2 separate regions of the Cricetulus griseus genome follow, and region 2 is linked to region 1. Evidence: chromatin contacts called from public Hi-C data. All regions are on one chromosome and are shown on one strand. The core of a region is the stretch at or near the end of the contact, and the rest is flanking DNA. Distances in the headings are between cores, read along the strand shown. Region 1 holds the start of Tgfbr2 (TGF-beta receptor type-2). Region 2 has its middle 200 kb from the start of Tgfbr2.

Region 1 (5,774 bases), core at 1,301-3,800:
GAAAGATCTTCCAAGAGGGAAGGTGGGCAATCAGGTTCTGAACTCAGCCTGTCTCCCTCGCTAACATGGCATGGCAACGGCAAGGCTGCCTGCGTGCCCCCTCGGGTGGCCCTACCTCACATCCGAGTGTCTGTCCATACCCTTCTGTCACCAGATGTGTGACACACAGGAAGTGCCCTCTTCCTAGAAGATGCATCCAGTAGCTTTTGATGCTGAATCAAGACTTCAAGTTCCAGTTTTAACAATGTCACCCCAAGCCTGCCAAAGTCAACTGCAGGCTCTGGGTTTAAGGAAGACTGTTGGCCTCTGTTCTGGGTGAACCTGGTAGAGTTCACTGTATGAGCAGACAGTGTCCCTAAAATCTTCTGTCCTGGTTGGCTGGTTGTTGTCAACCCAAGCAAGAGTTATCTGAGAAGAGGGGACCACAGTTGAGAAAATGCCTCCATCAGATTGGCCTGTAGGCCAATTAGTGTTTAATGGGGAGGGCCCAGCTCACTGTGGGTGGGAGCACCTCTGGGCAGGAGGTCCTGGGTTATATAAGAAAGCAGGCTGAGTAAGCCTCAGGGAAGAAGCTGTAAAGTAGCACTTCTCCATGGCTCCTGCTTCAGCTCTTGCCTCCAGGGACCTGACTTAGTTCCTGCCTTGACTTCCATGGACGATGGGCTACAGGCTAGAAGATGAAATAAACCCTTTTCTTTTCTAGTTGCTCTCAGCCATGGTGTTGTATCTCGGTAACAAAAACACTAATCCAGACAATGGGCTATTCAGAATCCCATCTTTGAGAGCTGGAAGTAGGTTGAGCATGAACTTCTTTATCCAATCAGATATCTGACAGAGTGGAGATTCTATTAATAAACTGCAAAAGAGGGCCCAGTTCAGTCCTTAAAGGGATCATCACCACACAAGCTGAGAGCCACCTCTAGCACCTGCATAGAAAGCCCGGTGCTGGGGCAGGGGAGGGCTCAGTGTGGAAAGTGCTTGCTGCACAATCATGAGGACAACTGATTAGGTCGCAGCACCCACATAAAAAGCCTGGCATTGCCTTGCATGTGTCCCTGACCCCAGTTTTGTGAAGTCGAGACAGGAGGATCGGATAGCTTTAGGCTCAGTGAGAGGCCTTGTCTGGAGTAACTAAGGTGGAGAGTGACAGAGCTGGACACCTGACACCCCTGGCCTCCAGTGTGTGCCTATGTGCTCCTCACTCGTCCACGTACACTACATACATATATGCGCATTCGCACAGATATACATAGAAAAAAAAAAACGTGGTAGAGATGCTTTTGAAACCCTGGTGCTGGGGAAGCAAAGATAAGAGAATGGGTGTCTGGGCTTGCTAGCCAGTCAGTCTAGCCAATCTCCCATCTTCAGGATCAGTGGGAGACTCATATAGGCCAATGGGCTGGAAGAGATAGATCAGCGATTAAGAGCACTTGTTCCTATAGAGACCCGGATTCAGGTCCCAGCTCCTGGACATAGTGGCGCACAGCCTTTGGTGACTCTAGTTCCTGGAGATCTGATATCCTCTTATAACCTCTTTTGCAACAGGCCCACGCACGGTTATGCAGAAGTGAAGGCAAAATGCTCGCACATAAAATAAACCTTTAGATATAAACCAGGGGATTGAAACAGACACCGGATGTGGACCTCTGGCCTCCACGTACCCACACATGTACACACACAAGGCACACGCAGGGCAAAGCAGGGATTGTCTCTGGAAAACGTGGTCACCCCAGGAAGAAGGGAAATTTGAGGGGGTATACTGCCTTCCCACTGACAGCCTTTCTACATTCTTCAGTCAGGTATTTTCTTGCCTCAGCCGAATTATGGAAGAGCGATCACTGGAAAGCAGGAAGCAGACCCTACCACCAAAGACACTTTTATTCCTAGGTTCAGGCCTTACAGGCAACGTCCTGAAAACATCCCCACCGCGATCACATGGGTGACTATTTGGCTTCACCCAGCAGACCACGCCCAGGAAATGGTTCTTCCAATGGGAGGCTCTACCCAGGTGCTCATTAAAAATGCAGACACTCCCGGCCCAGACCTACAGAACCAGAACCTGCATTTTAGCTGAATTCACAACCCAAAGTGATTAATAACGCATATAAAAGTCTGAGACTAACCCCTGGATTATTGTCTCACAGTAAGAAAACAGTCCTTTACAACGTGATCGTGCATGCATGTACATAAAACTGAAACCAAACTCTCGTGAAGCAGTGCTTACCGTTATTTTTATGAGGGAAAACAATGTGTTGGGGACTCCGGAGCTACATTTCCGAGCCCCCTCCTTGTTCTCAGAGAAATTATAAAGGCCCTGGGAGCAATGCCTAGAAGGTGTGGGGAGTGCTTGGTGGGTTATCAAGAAAAGTGGTATAAGTACTTTCTAGCTTGCTCTGGGAAACGTGCGCTTAGTCACTTCTGAGTTTGAACTTGGAGCCTGGACCTGGGAGGCGGGGGTGCGTGGGAGGGCTGCGAGGGGGGCAGTTGAAAGTTTGCAGAGTCCTGGAAGGGGCCTTGATTGGCGGTAGGAGGAAGGCAAGGGCTGGAAGCTGGAGAGGGCTGGGGCTGGAAGGCTCTCGGGCGGCGAGAGGTCCTGCCCAGCTGTTGGCGAGGAGTTTCCTGTTTCCCTCCCGGCGCCCGGGTAAAGTTGATGAGTGAGTCACTCGCGCGCACCGACCGACGACACCCCCCGCGCGCGCACACGCTCGCCTGGGGGACGGAGCCCCAGCCTCCTGCGCAGCTCTCCTCGGCCGCCGGGGGCCTCCTGCGGGCCTCCAAACTCCCGGGATCGCCGGCCACATCTGGCCCGCACCTCTGCCCGGCGCGCTCGGGGCGGCCCAGGCACCCAGAGAGGACGAAGAGTCAAGGCGCAGCCCGGGGTCCCTGAGGCTCGGTTCGCGGCGCCCCAGGGGCCGGTCTATGACGAGCGACAGGGGCTACCATGGGTTGGGGGCTGCTCCGGGGCCTGTGGCCGCTGCACATCGTCCTGTGGACGCGCATCGCCAGCACGATCCCGCCGCACGTTCCCAAGTCGGGTGAGTGAGTGGCCGGGGCGCGACGCTGGGAGTCCACTAGGGCTCCTCGGTCCTCCTCCGACCCCCAGGGCAGCGATTGACAGTCGGCCGCGGGTCCCGGCGAGAGGGCGGAAACGGGAAGTTTGTAGCGGCCCGAGTCGTCCCAGGCCGGCTGAGATCGCAGAAGATCTCTCGCAAAAGAGGACAGTTCACTTGCGGGAGACTTGGGGACGCTCCTGACCCCTTTGTGCGCGCACGAAAGGTTAGGGAGGCAGCGAGGGCCTGCACCCCCGGAAAGGGAAGTTTGAGAACTTGGGGCTTGGAGGAGTCGCGGCAGGGGACTGGGCGCCCAGCTGTTGCACACCTGGGCCGAGTACTGCCCTAGATACCCCGACTGAACCAGACTCTCAGTCCTCAGTTCTACCACCTTGGGAGGGATTCTGGGCCCCAACTCACTGGAAACAAGTTTGAGAAAAGAACTGATCTCTGAGGGCTGTCATCTATCCCCCTGGCCTGCGGGGATGGGGACTCAATGAGGGTGGTCAGTTTGATGGCTTAGAGTAATTTAACGCGTGCCTATTAAGTGCTGCACCCCAGGGTTAAAGATCTCAGCAGTTGTCATTCGGTGGAAACACCTAACCCAGGATGCCCACCAGGTCCCATCTCAGGGGCAGCAGTCAAGAAAGAGAAGCAGGAATCAGGACTCCTTCCTAAGGACTTGCCTGGGAAGTGCAGAATCTCTGAAGTTTTAACTCAGAAGTTAAAATTGTTGCAGCTATTTGTAGTCAGGGCCACTGTTTGGGCAAGTCACATGACTCTGGGCCTCAGTTTACCCCTTTGTACATCTCCGTGGTTCAGTTTGTGTAAGTCTGGCACTCTTTCCATCATTGGCTTCCCGTGCTCTTCTCTGGTGATTTCGGGACTAGGAGATGTCCAGGGTCGTTTTTGGGTGAGGGAGCTCTTTAAGGATGTTAGCAGTGGAGCATTTCACAAGGGGCGAACCACACAAAGCAAAACAGCGAAACTCCCATCAGGGTTTTAGTTCTACAGTTTCTTAAAGTCTGCTTCAATTTTGCTCTCTCTGATAAGCTGCAGCTCCAGAAAGTTAAACCGTCTCTGATGTTACCCCAGCCTTGACTGGAGACTTGGCTCCATGGAAAAGGACATTGGAATGCAAGCTTGAGGACCTAAGTTCAAATCCCCATATCCATATACAAAGTTGGGTGTGGTTCCTTGTCAACCCGGTGGTAGTGGAAGGAGACTGGAGGCCCTTTAGAAATTGATGGATGCCAACCTGGCTGTAGGTTGGGTGAGAGACCTTGACTCAAGGGAACCATGTGGAGATTGATAAAGCAGAACACCTCATATCCTCCTTTGCCTCCCCACACACATATACCCTCCCCCCAACACACATAAACAAGAAAAATGTTTTAAAAAGAGATGAAAAGAAAACCCATTGGATTCAGCTGATGACATCACACATGATACCCATCCTTTTCTGTATACATAAAACATTTGCTTTTAGACAGGGAAGGAACAAAACTCAGGAGGCCCAATTTAGGTTTTGTTTACAAGATTAAGATTTGTGATTTTCAAATTCCGGGCTCTGTTGCTCATGAGTCATTTATACACACAGTTTTAAACAATTAGCTGATGGGCCTGGTGGGTCTTTTTAATTTGGGCTTTAGATAGTTTTATAAAACTGGGGCTTTTCACATTTCTGTGGAATTGCCTTTCCAGAGCCTTTGGACAATTTATTTTGAGTTGAACCCACGTGGTCAAAGTTCTCAAAGATGGTTTAGAGTTGGAAGAAGCTCCCGGGGAGAGGCTACATGGAATTCCACTTGCCTTTTTTCCACAGGAGGGAAGAGTGGCAGGGTATCTCTGACATGAGTGGTAAACTGTGAGAACAGTTTCCAAGATAACACAGTGCAAGATAAGATATGAAGGAACTAGAGATTGTTTACCAAGTCCCAGTCAGTCCTTAAAAAACAAAATTAAATTCAACCCATCTTATGTTTACCAGACTGCCAGGCGAGCAAGCGATTTCAACACTAGACACATTTGCACTAATATCTATCTATCTGTATCAATCCATCATCTCTCTATCTTCTATCACTTTTTTCTCATGTGCATCTGTGGGGGTTACACATGCGTGCTGGAATAGAGTGGGAGCACACTTGCTTGCTCTTGGGTGTGGAAGCCAGAGGTTGACATCCGCTGCCTTCTTCAGTGGCTCCACCTCATTTACTGAGACAGGTTTCTTTGACAGTACAGGGCCTCTAGCCCAGAGTGCACTGTGTTGGTTTGTCCTGCTAGCCAGCTTGTCTTGAGGCACCCTGTCTCGGCCTCCTGGGTGCTGGCACTGCAGGTGACCCCCTTTCTGGCTCTTTATGTAGGTGCTTAGGATCTGAATTAAGGTTCCCACACTTGCAAGACAAATGCTTTATGGGCTGAGTCAAGAAAAATACTTAGATAGGTTTTAATTTTAAAAATTAGTGTGTGAAAAATTTGTGTCTCTGTGTGTGCTCCTGGTTGCAAGCACCTGGACTTGTTGAGACCTCCTGCATCCCTCAAAAAATTAAAATGTTTGTTTCTGATGCATTACTTTCACACTGGTAAATGCTCCAAAATCAGAAATGACTTTTAGAGGAAAACATACCTGGGAAGCGCCAGACCTCAGAAAATGTGGTTTTCATTTCTTAGGTGCCTACAGAAGGGTCCTCACAGGGGACCAAACCTTGGTCCAGTGTCCCAGGG
Region 2 (5,774 bases), core at 1,690-4,189, 200 kb before region 1:
CTGCCTTGCCCATGGCTTGCTCAGCCTGCTGTCTTACAGAACCCAAGATCACTTGTCCAGGGGTAGTACCACTCCCAGGAATCTGGGCCCTCCCGCATTTATCATCAGGCAAGGAAATGCCCCACACTTATGCCCACAGACCAATCTGATGGAAGCAATTCTTCTATTGAGGTTCCCTCTTCCTAAGTGACTGTAGTGTGTGTCAAACTGGAAATAACTAACCACAGGTGGGTATGGTGGCACATGCCTATAATCCTAACACCAGGGACGGGGCAAAGGGAGTAGGATTGTAAATTTAAGAACATCCTGGGCTACAGAGAAAGTTTGGGACCAGCCCAGACTACAGTGGGACCTTGTCTGGACACAATTGGGTGAATATGATCTACGTAGTAGCGGGAGCCCTGGATAACTGTCCCCAGGCAGTATCCCGGGCTTCCGAGTGTGCCCATTGCACCTGAACATGCCCTTTAAACAAGACCTGTACCTCACACTCAACTAGACGTGGTACTTTCTTATTCCAACAGCTGTCAACACACAGAGACCTTTGAAGACTTGAGTATTGAGCCTCCGAAGGGAAACAGGCCATGATATTTCTTAAGGGGTTCTACAGGTCTGAAGTTGAATCTTTTCATATTTGCCTCTCAAAGATAAATGCCCACCATTTTTTTCCACAAATACAATTGTATTCACAATTGCATGCACACCCAATCAGGGCAACAGGGAGAATGTGTCAATGTCCCTTTGCACTAATGTAATAGGTAAGTGGGGGTGGCAAGCAACCTACTGCTTGAATTAACTATTGAACTAACTAACTTGAACTAACTAGAGCTTCTTGTTGATGTCAACGTTTCAACTGAATGTTCAATGGCAAGTATATGCTTGTGAAATTATTGCTCCCCTGTCACGCCCTGCAATACCTTGCAATGGATTGTAGTTGTTGTTCCTAAGACAAATTACCTATTGGGAATCAATGCTGTGTCCAGTCACGTTGCTGATAACCAGTTGGATGAGACCAGATAAATCATTTTAATTGCTTCCATTCTGATTTGCCTTGCCAACTTTAGATCAGATAATCTTGATACAGCTTGTCCACATTTCAGTGGAGAACTGGACTTTTAGAAGCCACTGGAGTTGGCTAAAGTCTGAAAGGAAAAGGTGAATTCCCACCCAAGCTGTGCCCTCACCCTCTGCACCATTTTGTGAGTGGCATCCTCAGGACCCTTCACTGCACTTCAGGTGACTGTTTCTTCTTTTCCTGAGCAAGAAAGAGCTTCATAAAACCTCAGCAGCAACAGTCCGCACAGCCCCCACAATGAAGCATGTACCACAGAATGCACAGGACTGGTGGAAGCACTCTCAGGGATCTGAGGAATAACCCCAGGGCTAAAAGACCTGGGGTGGGTGGCCTGCAGCCATGGGCTTTCTGATAAGAGAAAAATATATAACAGAAATATATATATAACAGAACCCTGGCTCTTGAGAATCTAGGAAATTGCCACTGGCCTTTTTTGCAGTGTGAGTTTTCTTCTAGACTAACCTCTAGCAGACCTTGCAACTCTCAACCTGCAGGGTAATTGGGGCTCTTTGATTCTGATTCACGACTGAGATTTAGTATCAGTTTCCTGCCCCACCCCCACCCCCAAAATCAGTCTGTGCACAGGGCAGAGATCTGACAGAGAACGGGCTCGGGAGTGAGGGTTGTCATAGCTTTGAGGAACACTAGGATAATATCAGATGACTGTCAAGTGAGCTCATAACAAGAGGGAGGTGAAGTGTGTGGGTATGTATGTGTTCATGGGTATGTGGATGCGTGTGTGTGTGTGTGTGTGTGTGTGTGTGTGTGTGTGTGTGTGTGGTGTATAGTGTGTGTGTGTGTGTGCGTGCGTGCGTGCGTGCGTGCGTGCGTGCGTGCGTGCGTGTGTGTGTGTGTGTGTGTGTGTGTGTGTGTGTGTGCACCCGCGCGCCCGCGCACCTGTGCATTCCACAGAATGCATGTGGAGGTCAGAAGGCAACTTGTAAGCTGGGTTCTCACCTACTGTGTAAGTTTTGAGAGCAAACTTAGGTTGTTAGTCTTGGCAATAAGTGCCTTTACCCGCTGAGCCATCTTACCGGTCTTTTCTTAGTTTTTTTGTTTGTTGGCTGGTTTGGTTTGATTTTTGTTTGACAGCAATACAAAACTAACATAACACTGAAGTTCATCTAGATCTACAAGGTAACCTATTCTACAAACTGCCCACAATCAATACCGGGAGTAATTTACAGAGTGAGATGACTCAGCAGTCATCTTCAGCACCACATTTAGGGAGAGGTGGGTGTTCTGTTCGGAGCCTCGGAATTGATTCTGAGGTAACTCCTTAGCTTCTGCTTTGGATGTCTAAAGCGTGTTGGACAAGCCGCGTGGCGACTTAGCCACAGGCTGAAGTTTTCCACTGTTCCAGATGGCCAGTAAGGAACATGAGGCCAGTCTCTGGAAGGGATCGAGGGAGCATGGATGGTATTTCTCAGCAAAGAAAATGAGAGACGTTCTTTATGGCCTGTGCTTTCCTTCAGGTTCTAGGGGTTTCTGATTGTATTCATAACTAGTCTATGAAACCAAATAACGTGTTGGAAAAGCAATCTCACAGATTGTGGTTTTACTGAGACCAGAGCGTTGAGTGGGGGAGTAGAGGCACGGGCTTAGCCTGCCCTGCTGCACAGCTGCGTTCTCAGAGCAGGACTCTGAGGCTCCAGGCTGTAAAAGCCCCTGCTTGCACACTTGAGCCATTTCCCAGAGCGGAGATGGTGTGGTTAGAATGAGACAGAGCTCAGGTAGGCCTGCGTGTTTGCACACTTGGCTCCAGCTGGTGGCGCTGTTTGGGGAAGTTGTGGAGCCTCACTGGAGGAAGTGGGTTACTGGGGGCGGGCCTTGAGGTTTTATGAAAGCACTTCCTGTCCCAGTTCAGCCTCTGCTCCTCAACTGGGAACTGATGGGAGCGGTGGGTTAACTTGTGCTCCTGCCTCCATATCTTCCCCACTTGGAGGAGCCGCTTCCCTCCTTAAGTCACGAAGGAAAATAAGCGATTTCTCCTTTAAGCTGCTTTTTGTCCTGTTTTTTGACCACACTGAGAAAAGTAACTAATTCAGCAGAACCTAAAGAAAGGTCTCCTGCCAAGCCCGGCCCCGCATGAACGCGGCGCCAGCATTCCTGTGTGTGTGACTCTGGCCAGCATCTCATGAGTACTCCATCCAGACAGCCCTGCAGAAAGCCAAAGCAGAGCTGTCGTTTCTGAGAGCTATGCTGGCTGGCACGAGGACATCAGATACCTCCAGAGCAGGAGTCACAGAGTCAGGGTTCAGCCAGTTAGAAATAGTGGCGTCTAGGGATAGGAGGGGCCCGTGGCTTTGTTGTCTTCCCCTATTTAATTTCTCTGGAAAACGGTCGAGGTCAGCATATGTTTTGTATCACTTGTGTGGAATGCAGCAAGGGTGGGGGCACTTTAGTGTGAGCTTTGGGTAAAGGAATAAATTTTACTCTCTCTTTATGCTGTGGGCAATGTGTTAACATGCCGCTGGCTGAATTACCCTTGACTTAAAACACCTGAAGGCAATAAACCCAAGTTGTATCAGGTGACTCATGGGAAAGGCACGCTTCCCTCCTCTTGCATGGTCCATGAGTGTGCGTGCCAATCAGCATCACCTGGAGGCTGACTGAAAACAGACTGCTGTGTTTCTGACTTAGTGTATTTCTGGTCTGGAATGTGGCCTGGGAATTTGCATGGCAGAGGAGGTCCCAAGAGGATACTGAAGTTGCAGCTCTGGGGTCACCCTCTTAGAATCACCATCCTAAGGGGCTAGGGTTGCGGATCAACGGGGACAGTGTTCTCTAGCATCATGTAACCCTGCCGCAGTGGCGCATACCTACAGTTCTAGAGCTCAGAAGATGGAGGAGGTGGCAGCAAGAGGATCAAATTCAAAGTAATACTCTGCTGTATGGCAAGGTCAAGGCCAGCTTGACCTACATGAGACCCTGAATAATAAATAAATAATAAACAAAAAATTAATTACCCTAAATAGGACAATTAAGCTCTTTTAAATCAAAGATTACTCATGGGATTCTCTCCTCAGGGTCATTTCTGGGGACCCTACATGTCAGATGACAATTCATAATCTTAGCCCAACTTTTAAAAACCTTTTGAAGAGCCAATGGACTCCACGTGTGCCCTCCCTAAGCTGTACTGATACTCACAAGGCTGCTCCCCATCCCCTGTGATATAACTTCTTAGTGTCATGGCTCCCCTCATCTGCTGCTGCCCTTGCTTGAGCCCTGCACTGTGAATGCAGACCAGACATCGCCTCAGTGGTCTGTCACTGCGGATGCAAATCCTGGTCTTGTAGTATTCCTTTCTCTTCTTTTTATGGTTTGCTCCCTGCATTAGCAAAACTTCTCTTGGTTCCTCTAAAAACAAATAAAACCAAAACCCAAAAAACCAAACTCCACAGCTTGCAGTGGCCAGTGCCTGAAGAACACTGTATCCAGCAGTGCAAAATCTACAGAGAAGTGTGGGGCAGAGAGAAAGGCACAGACTCTGTAATTCACATGTGTGATGAAAGATGCTGACTGTAAACCTGGACGGAGTTTGGAATCACCTAGGAGACACACTTCCAGGCATGTCTATGCAGGAGTTCCCAAGCTGAGTAGGGAAGACCCACCATGAGTATGGGTGGTGCTATCCAATGGGTTGGGAGCTTGGACTGAATAAAAAGGAGAAACTGAGCTGAGCCATGTTTACCTTTCTCTGCTACCTGACTTGATGAAAAGTGGCCTGCTGCCTCAAGCTCCCATGGCCATACTTCCTTGTAAGGCAAAATAAACCCTCCCTTCCTTGAGTTTATTTTGTAAGAGCAAGAACAATAATTCAGGGGCTAGAGTTAACACTGCTCTTGCTGACGACCGAGTTCAGTTCAGTTCAGAGCCCTCATATCAGGCAGTTCACAGGCCCTGTATACAACCCTAGCTCTAGAGAGCCTGGCTTCTACAGGCACATCACGGATGTACACAAATGGACATTTACACATACACATATGCATAACTAAAAATAAGATCTATCTGTGGTGATGGTGCATACCTTGTAAATCCCATCACTTGAGAGACAGAGGTGGGCAGGTCTCTGTGAATGAGACCAGCCTGCTCTACATAGTGCCAGCCAGGCCAGCCAGGGCTGCATATGAAAGCCTATCTCTTTTAAGTAAGAAGGTAAATAAATGAATCAATAAATAAACAGGATCTTTAAAAAACAAGGACAGTAATGCATCGCATTTCTTCATTTAAGAATTATTTTAATATGGTAGGGAGTTGATGTGTAGAATCCTTCAGGTAAAAGCACATGGCACACAAGGCTGATGACCCGAGTTTGATCTCTGGATCCACAGAAAGATGGAAGGAGAGGGGTGACTCCATGAACTTGTCCTTTGACCTACACACACACACACACACACACACACACACACACACACACACCTTACATATACCTAACAAATAGTAATAACATTTTAAAAATTCATTTTATTTTTAATCATCTGCATACATGTATGAGGAGGGTACATGCATGTGTGTGTAGGTGCCTGTAGAAGCCAGAGAAGGCATCAGATCTCCTGGAGCTAGAGGTACAAGCAGTTGTGAGCTACCCAGTAGATATGGGTGCTGGGCACGCTCCCCTGGTCTACTGGAAGAGCAGCAAGAACTCTTCACTACTGAGTCATCTCACCAGATCAAAAAATGTTTTTCTTAAAGTGTG

What was found. Hi-C and Micro-C count contacts between places; a contact is called where the count stands out from the background.
Region 2: a Hi-C map of the CHO-K1 cell line shows a contact between it and region 1, with 3 times the contacts expected there. The contact joins the enhancer-like site here to the promoter of Tgfbr2 in region 1. A contact is called at or near these places in 2 of 8 Hi-C or Micro-C datasets (the CHK-Q cell line and the CHO-K1 cell line).

The regions. Positions count from the first base shown.
Region 1 is chr4:223,256,783-223,262,556 of CriGri-PICRH-1.0, reverse strand. Tgfbr2 (TGF-beta receptor type-2) reads left to right here and starts at 2,550. Exons shown (of 8, transcript XM_027415317.2): 1 at 2,550-3,035. The coding sequence starts at 2,942.
Region 2 is chr4:223,454,411-223,460,184 of CriGri-PICRH-1.0, reverse strand. No RefSeq gene overlaps it. Among named protein-coding and RNA genes, the nearest start is that of Tgfbr2, 200 kb to the right of the region's middle. Within about 2 kb of position 2,939, at least 3 of the 6 cell types and tissues checked have open chromatin away from gene starts, as enhancers often do. A contact at or near this core is called in the CHO-K1 cell line, where this site is marked.